3 separate regions of the Mus musculus genome follow, and regions 1 and 2 are each linked to region 3. A link is a contact called in public HiChIP or PLAC-seq data. All regions are on one chromosome and are shown on one strand. Each heading gives the region's core, a stretch centred on a gene start, on an enhancer-like site or on the middle of the called end of the contact. The rest is flanking DNA. Distances are from core to core; before and after follow the strand shown.

Region 1 (2,762 bases), core at 151-2,650, 170 kb after region 3:
ACATATCTTTATGAGGAACAGGGGACTTAATAATGCAATGGCCTCAGAGTATTGCCTAGAACAGAGGAAGCCCCAAGGGAAGCAGTTATTGTTATTTCTCAGGCTCTTCTCCTCCTTGGCACCTTTCTTGCTAACATAACAAATGAAAATGATAGCTAGAAATTTTAGTTTACACCCTTTTGATTATCCGTGGGGCTGTTTCTCTCCCTCCTTCTCCCTCTACTTCCACCTCTCACACTCTGTGTGTGTGTGTGTGTGTGTGTGTGTGTGTGTTGGCTGATATACTTCTGATTCCTGTGGTGGTTTGAACATGTTTGACTCAGGGAGTGGCACTACTAGGAGATGTGGCCTTGTTGAAGGAAGTGTGTCACTGTGGGGTTGGGGTTCGAGACTATTCTCCTAGCCACGTGGGAGACAGTCTTTTCCTATTTGCCTTCAGAACAAGATGTAGAAAAATGGCTCAGTGGTTAAGAGCACTTGTTGCTCTTGCAGAGGATCTGGTTTTGGTCCCAGCACCCACAACTGCCACAAATGGCAGCTCACAACTGTCTTTAATATCAGTTCCAGGGGATTCTATATCCTCTTCTGGCCTCCAGCACCATGCCTGCCTGCACACTGCCATGCTTCCTGCTATGATGCTAATGGACTGAACCTCAAGACCTGTAAGCCAGCCCCAATTAAATGTTGTCCTTTATAAGAGTTGCTTTCGTCATGGTGTCTTTTCACAGCAATGGAAAACCTAACTGATACAATTTCTGTCCGGCTGAGGGTATAGCTCAGTAATAGAAGGCTTTGCCTAGCACATGCTCTGGGCCCTGAATTTGTTTTGTTTTGTTGAGACAGAGTCTCACTGTGTAGCTTTGGCTGGCCTGGAACTCATTATGTAGACCAGGCTGGCCTCCAACTCATAGAGATGTTTGTGCTTCCCCTTCTCAGTGCTAGGATTAAAGATGTGCACCACCAAACTGGGCTAGGGGCCCTGTATTGATAGATAGATAGATAGATAGATAGATAGATAGATAGATAGATAGATAGATAGATAGATAGATAGATAGACAGATCATTTTTTTCAAAGCTTTCAAAGCATTGTGGTAAACAGGATTCCATTTGATCCTCCTTATAGATCTATAAATCAGGAAGGAAGCAATCAGCAGTCCTGACTTTCTTGATTTAGAACCTGATGCTCAGAATTCCAGTGCTAGCCAATTTCAACCACAGGAATCAGATTCTGCCTTTCAAAGCCTTGCAGTTGTCCCAGAAACTAGAAGCCCGGAAAAGCTTTGGTTACTTGTAAGAATGTCCCTGCCCCAGGCCCCGCCCTCCAGCCCCAGGCCCCGCCCTACTCGCCTCCGATCCCGCCCCTCCCGCTCCGGCCACGCCCAGGTGTGCTCGCTGCGCGGGCGCAGTGGCTCCTGCGGGAGGGGCACCTCAGGCCGCGGCCCCGCCCTCCCCGGCGCGCCCCGCCCAGTCCAAGGGCAGCGGGCTGGGCGCTGCGGTCCCGCGGAAGGGGGGAGCTAGGGTGAACCCCGCGTGGGGGCTTGTCTACGACGTGGCGGAGGCCGTGAGCCCGAGGCCGGGTAAGGAAGCGCACGGACCCCCGAGCCGCCATCTTGCTACGGAGGGGCCGGGCGGGCGAGCGGGCGGGCGGGGCTGGCAGAGGGGGCTGCCGCGGACCGAGTGGCTCGCCCCTCGGCCTCTGAGACCCGGCCCTACCGTACGCCCCCGGGTTGGAGCTGCTTTCTCGGGCCTTCTCATCTGCTGCTCACCCGGGGTTGGTAGGGAAATGGCCAGGAAATGACTACTGTCCCATTGTGCAGGAAACTGAGACTCAGAAGTGAGGAGACTCGACTAGGAACGCACAGCAAGGTGCTGGCAGTGGGACTCCAGGGCACCCTGCCTCACCTGCCAAGCTAGGGAGTTGGGAGAAAGGACTAGCAAGCGGTTCTCTTTTTGTACCATCAGGTCAGAGCTAACCAAGAAGCATTCAGAAGCCAAACCATGGATCCACCTGCCCGGAAAGAAAAATCCAAAGTTAAAGAACCAGCCTTCAGAGTGGAGAAGGCTAAGCAGAAATCTGCCCAGCAGGAGCTGAAGCAAAGACAGAGAGCAGAGGTGAGATGAAGGAGGGAGCTCTGTATGCCTGAGCGAGCTGGAGAGGGTGCTGGAAGAAAAAAAAAAAAAAAAAAAAACCAGCAGAGGAAACTTTACTAGGGGTCCCTGCTTGTCCCAGGCATTGGTCCCCCCAGAGGGAGAGAGTCCAGCCAGGTCCCAAACGGTGAAGCGGAAGCCCAGAGTCACATACCAAGTTAGTGTCAGAATCCCAAGCTGGACCGGGTCTCCAGTTGCCTCCTGGCGCAAAGCTTTTGTGTTAGTGATCTGAGGAATGCATGAAAAGAGAAGAGGGTAGCTATGGGTGGGAGAGGGATCAGGGTGGGAGGAGAAAATGAACAAATGAATGAAGGAGAATGCTTGAAGTGCCAGTGTGACCCGTGACCCGGTACACATGGGCATTTGGTGCAGAGAGTATCTAGTTGGTGAGCGGGATGGAAAAAGCCCTCACTGGAGAAGCCTGACAACCTGAGAATCCATACATATGCGGAAGAAGAGAAGGTCTACATAAAACTGACCTCCACACTTGCTGTGGCACACACACACACACACCACCACCACCACCACCACCACCACCACAGCTACAGCAACAGCAGATTTAAGTGTCTGCTCATGACCGTGTAAAGGCCCAAGCTATGAGCCCACCAGTGTGC
Region 2 (2,700 bases), core at 80-2,579, 150 kb after region 3:
TATTACACAGTAGCCCATAACAGCTCATATTTTTTAAAGGTCCTACAGAGCACTCGACCTAGGGCTAAGCGGTCCAATGCACCATCTCAATTCATTTTTACAGCACCTCTGCCTCCCGAGTGCTGGGGTTGAAGGCATGAGCCGCTACATCTAGCTCAACTATTAATTTCTCATACTTACTTTAGAAATGATGAAACTGAAACTCTGAGAAATCAAGTCACGTGCCTAAGAGCACACAGTAGGTGGCAAAACTGAAGCCCAAGTTGATTCCTCCAAAGCTGAGGTTTTTAACCATTCCACCAGGACTGGAGGTAGAGACGGTGCTACGGCACTTAGGAAATGAGAAGGCACCTCTCTGAAGAGGGCAGGGAGGGAGCTTCACTGAAGAGGTGAAATTTAAACTATGACTTGCAAAATAGACAGATGAGCAGGACCAAGGCTGGCAGAGACGGAGAGTCCATCCCTGACTGAAAAGGCAGTGTGGAAATAACACAAAGTCACCTTGCATTACAAAGATCGGAGGGAGAAGAGACCTAGTGCATGTGGGGTTTTCTTCCTCGGAGCTCAGCAGCACAGAGTCGCCAGCAAGAGTGCGGAGGAGGGATGAGTTCTAAGAACAAGGCAAGAAGATGAGGCTTGGTGATCACAGACGATGAAGGACAAGAGCCTGGATTAGAAGGAAGAGACCAAGCTGGGGTCCGAAAGATTAAAGTTCTAGATCCGGGTTCGAGTCAAGGGTACCGGGAGTAACTTGGAAGGACCGGGGACAGAGTGTGAAAAATTAAGGAAGCACTCACCGGAGCTACATAGCGATTCAGAGACGGATCATCAAAGGAGCCAAAGAATCTGAGGTGGCCTGGGAGAGGGGACAAAGGCTGCAGCAGTGTCCAAAGAGCCTAGTTAAGTGGGGAAGGAGGATAAAGCTGGAGGAGTCAGCTGGGAAAGCTGAAGGACGAGAGTTGGGTTCAGAGATGTCCATGAGGTTGGGACTGGAGCTGGAAGAGTACAAGGGGCGACTCTAAAGACACGGTGTGTGGGAGGGGCATGGAGTGGTCCAAGGCCAACAGTAAGGCAGGGAGGGTAGTAAGACTGGGTCATCCGAGGACTGGGGACGTGATCGCAGCGGAGGGACACACGGTACCCGGCGGCCTTTGGGACTCGCAAAACAGCAACTTCCCAAACATCAGCCTTCAAGGCCTTCGCAAGAGCGAAGGGGCCAGGCTCGAAGCGCCCCGTGCCTCGCGTTCGCCTCCCCCATAACCCCCACGTCACCTCTACACAGCCGCGACCCACTTCACTCCCGCGGCTCGGTCAGGGACAGCGGCGCCTCGGTGGGCGGGGGAAGGAGCCGGAGCCGGAACCCAGAGAGGATCCGCCTTCACAGCGTTCGGATTGGATCCTGGGAACGTTCTTCCTCTCTATTGGCTATACTAACTGTCACACTGCACAAGACCTAGTAGGACGGCCAATAAACATTGGTTTAGTGCGCGGCATGCTGGGAGTTGTAGTTCGGAGGTTTGCTTCGCTGAAAACATTTGCCCAGTTCAGAACTCAGCGGTGAAGCTGTCATCACTTCTAAGGTCATCAGGTTTCTTTTCTTTTTGTCTTTTGAAGCGGTGGCCCTCGATAGAAACCTCGCAGTTCATTTAAAGTTTATAGTTTAAAATTAAAAGGACATGTACCAGGAAAGGAATTTAAAAATAAAGTAGTTCGATCTCTTTGTCCGAGAAGCTAAGTGTCCTCTCCCAAGGAATGACCTCCAGCCAGGTCGGCCAGTGGCCCAACGTAGGTTTTGGTTTTTTTTTTCTGTGTCCTATGTGATCCTGTTAACCCAAAAGTCTCGCATCAATCTGGATATAATAGACCAGTAAGTTATCCAGAGATGGTTTTTGTTTGGTTGGCTGGTTGTTGTTTTTCCCAGATTTTATTTTGAAGAACAATAAAGATTAAGAACTTGAAAGATAAAGAGGATAAAGAAAGTTGATGTGTAAGCTAACTACGAGCTTTTCCTGTTTGTGTGGTCTTTCAATGGTTGTCTTTGTAGCTGGTAAAGCTTTAGAGCTAGTGATGACCCGGTGATTAAGAACACTTACAGCTCTTTCAGGGGACCTGGATTCCCAGCGCCCACATCAGGTAGTTTATAACCACCTGTAACTCCAGATCCAAGGGATCCAATGCCCAATTCTGGACAATTTGAGAACCTGCACACAAGAACACACACTCACACACACACACACACACACACACACACAAAATCAGGAAAGAAAAAAGAGAGGGTCAAGTTTTATAATCCCACCTCTCTCCTCTATAAAATTCCTAGCACAACTATTGTAAGGATATAAGGACTGAGTGGATAGACAGACAGTCAGACAAATAGGCAGACACACAGACAAACATTTCCTGCTTCTACAAATAGCTCTATTCTCTATTGGTAAATTCTCTCAATAGGTAAGACTAGCATGAGTTAGTTAGCCAATAGGATTGGCTACTCAAGCAATTATGTTTGGAGCTGAGGATGTGTGTGACGTGTAAGTATCTATTACACACTATTAGTTTATAAATTGATAAAAATAAAACATCAAAAGTCAGACTCAGGAGTAAAACTGGGTTTATTATGAATGATGTCTAAAGTTTGCTTGAATTGTGGCTGAGCTATTCAGAAACCAACCCCGTAATGTGTTTTCTCCACAGCCTCTTTCA
Region 3 (2,700 bases), core at 129-2,628:
AATCATACCCCCTCCCAAATAAAAATAAGGCTTTTAAATATATATATATATATATATATATATATTGGACTGGAGACATGGCTCTGCAGTTAAGAGCACTTCCAGCTCTTGCAGAGGACCCAAGTTTGCTTCCCAGCTCCCACATTAGGGGGCTCAGAACCACCTATAATTCCAGCTTCAAAAACTTCGGCGTGTGTATCTGTAAGACACAGATATACAGATATAAAAGGAAACAAAACTCATTTTTTTTTATTTTTTAGTAATTGTTTTCTTGAAGCTCCGGAGTAGGGCCTTTGCATAGCATGGGTCAAGGTCTTGGATTCAATCCCCTGCATGGAAGACAACAACCATAATAACAATAACAACATTTTCTGACGTTGACTATAACTTCGGGGGAGGGCAAGACCGGGAAGGTTGGATTTGGGTTTTTTGTTTGTTTGGCCGGCTGGTTTTTGTGGGGGTCTTATTTGCCTGTTTGTGTGTTGTTCTGTTTTGGGTTTGGGGTTTTGCATACTCTTTACATAATAATTTAAACTTCCAGGTAGAACACTAAGGGAGTTGGGGAATGGCAGGTCCTCCAGTTCAGCTGACTCAAACTCTTGCTTCCAGAAACAGGGGTTGGGGGTGCAAAGGAAGAGGGAGCTGCCTCCTGTGTTTTTCCTAGTTCCTTTGTTTATCTCTCAGCTTGGCTTGGTGGGTTTACAGAGGAATGCCTAGCAGGGGATTTTGTGCCCCAAATCAAGGACGAGATAAGAACAGAAGAAATTCCAAACAAAGAAATCAAGATAAGCAGCTAAAGGGATTTAAACCAGGAGACCAGGCCTCTAACTCCCAGCCCCAGAATTCTCTTGAAAGTCCTAAACAATGGACATTGCCTATGGCATTTCTCCCCTTCTGAGGGTAAGATAGACTCCACTTGGTAAATTGGACCCTAGAACAAGGTGGGGAACCTGCAGCCCTTGAATTTCCATAAAGACCTGCCTAGGCCTAGGCATTGATTCAGAGCTCAGAATCACAAATTCAAATGTGTAGATTCTTCTCAAAGGAAATGAAACCTGATGATGTGCCACCTCGACCTCTGTGGATGAGAAACACCAGGTTTGTGAGTGTTGGGATTCCCTGCTCTAAGAATGGGAGAATCTGGAAGCTCTGTGGCTATTTGCTACTTACTCTAAGTGTGGTCTAAGAATGAGAAACCTCAAGTCCTTGGCATCTTGCTAGAAATGTAGATTTGGGGTCCCACCAGGGGCTACTGAACCAGGATTCCCAGGTAATGGTGAACACGTTAATGTTGAAGAAACACTGTAGACTTTAAACCCCGGATGCCACCTCCCTCCAAAGCTAACGCCACCCCTGACATCCAAGAGAGGATCAAGGTGCCTGGGACTGGCCCATCTTCTTGAAGGAGCCAGAGGTTCTGCTTTCTGAGATCTTTTCTTTCCTTCTCAAGACCTACACACCCAAACTAACTCGTTCTTTTCTTCGGTTTCTCCCAGTGCAATCCCCTCAATAAAGCCAAGTGTGCCATCAACACAAACCTGAAAAACTCGTTGTCTACAAGAGACTTGGTCAGCCATTCTGTAAGGCCACTCCAGGCAGAGCCCAGAGGCACCGCTGGGCTTGAAAAAAAGAGCAGAGCCACCTGCACCAATTAAAATCCAAATCCCTCATCCCCCACAAGCTGGCTATTCTTTAACTCTTTTTCTCAGTTACACCTGGACCTAAGAGCAAAACAAAGGCTTAGGTTGAAGTCTTAATGGGTTTGTTTTTAAAGGGACAAACTGACCCTCAGAGTCCTAGATTGCTTCGGAGGCCCAGGAGGCTTTAATGAGTTAGGTTAGGGATTAAGGAAACTGTTTGTCATCAACAATGGAATTTGTTCTTTTGTGCTTTTTAGGGAAGGGGGAAGGGCAGGAGGATTCTTCTTTCAAAATAAACCCTAGGAGGGGCCCATAGTTTAAATACTGGAGTGGCTTTGGCTGTAAAGTGTAGTCACAGAACCCAAAACACAGGGCCTCCTCTGTACTCTCTTAACAGCCCAGGTAGTAACTTAACAGCTTGCCCTGCTCGGCGGAGCAGGGGATGGAGGACCGGCTTCAGCTGCCCATCTACAAAGACCCAAAACTTCCTCATGGCTTCCTTCTCTGACCTCTGATAAGTTTCCAAAGCAGAGGCCTTGAAGGGCAGCCAGACGCATCGCCCAGGCACACACAGGATTGGAAAACGCTAGCAACTCATCTATCTGTCAGTTACACTGAAAGTTGCCATTTCTGTCTTAAGGACTGCAAGAAACAGGCCCATTTCCCCTTTCCCATGACTTCCAGAACACAGAAGGTTCTAGAACATCTCTTCAGAACTGAAATCCGTGAAAAATAGTGGGCAGGCAAGATGGCTCAGAGAGCAAAGGCTCTTGTGAGCTGACTCTACTAAGCTGTCTTTAGACTATCACAGAGAGAGAGAGAGAGAGAGAGAGAGAGAGAGAGAACAGGTAAATGAGCTAGTGAAATTATAGAGGCAGTAATAAATGAGGGCTGGGGAAAGGAATGAACTGAAGGAAGGGAGACCCTGGTCATATCTTCTGGACACTTTCAAGCTTGAAACAGTTCTCTTGGGGAACCACGGTTGAGAGCTTCCTGGAACTCCCTAAAAAAGCCCAAGCAATCCTCCTGCCTCATCTTTGTGATTATAGGTGTGCACCCA

The links. HiChIP or PLAC-seq counts read pairs in DNA pulled down with a chosen protein or histone mark.
Region 1: an H3K27ac HiChIP or PLAC-seq map of trophoblast stem cells shows a contact between it and region 3, with 10 read pairs. The contact joins the promoter of Svbp here to the enhancer-like site in region 3. A contact is called at or near these places in 7 of 39 promoter capture datasets (3T3-L1-derived adipocytes, the C10 cell line, Sertoli cells and 4 more), 3 of 484 Hi-C or Micro-C datasets (B cells, bone marrow-derived macrophages and embryonic fibroblasts), 13 of 115 datasets of contacts at active chromatin or transcription factors (CD8 T cells, bone marrow-derived macrophages, embryonic basal ganglia and 10 more) and 3 of 9 other capture datasets (adipose tissue, liver and pancreatic islet).
Region 2: a contact with region 3 is called in an H3K27ac HiChIP or PLAC-seq map of embryonic stem cells, with 6 read pairs. The contact joins the promoter of Zfp691 here to the enhancer-like site in region 3. A contact is called at or near these places in 20 of 39 promoter capture datasets (the 3T3-L1 cell line, 3T3-L1-derived adipocytes, the C10 cell line and 14 more), 1 of 15 datasets of contacts at CTCF or cohesin (the NIH/3T3 cell line), 8 of 484 Hi-C or Micro-C datasets (CD8 T cells, the N1E-115 cell line, Th1 cells and 5 more), 22 of 115 datasets of contacts at active chromatin or transcription factors (the NIH/3T3 cell line, the SCID.adh cell line, bone marrow-derived macrophages and 15 more) and 3 of 9 other capture datasets (adipose tissue, liver and pancreatic islet).

What each region holds. Positions count from the first base shown.
Region 1 is chr4:119,193,910-119,196,671 of GRCm38.p6, forward strand. Svbp (small vasohibin binding protein) reads left to right here and starts at 1,401. Exons shown (of 3, transcript NM_024462.2): 1 at 1,401-1,577; 2 at 1,963-2,112. The coding sequence starts at 1,999.
Region 2 is chr4:119,172,866-119,175,565 of GRCm38.p6, forward strand. It overlaps Zfp691 (zinc finger protein 691), which reads right to left and starts at 1,330. Exons shown (of 2, transcript NM_001145936.1): 1 at 1,273-1,330. Ermap (erythroblast membrane-associated protein) reads right to left here. Exons shown (of 13, transcript NM_013848.3): 13 at 2,592-2,700.
Region 3 is chr4:119,024,818-119,027,517 of GRCm38.p6, forward strand. No RefSeq gene overlaps it. Among named protein-coding and RNA genes, the nearest start is that of Lincred2, 25 kb to the right of the region's middle. Within about 2 kb of position 1,379, at least 31 of the 459 cell types and tissues checked have an H3K27ac peak or open chromatin away from gene starts, as enhancers often do. A contact at or near this core is called in embryonic stem cells, epiblast stem cells, extraembryonic endoderm stem cells and 1 more, where this site is marked.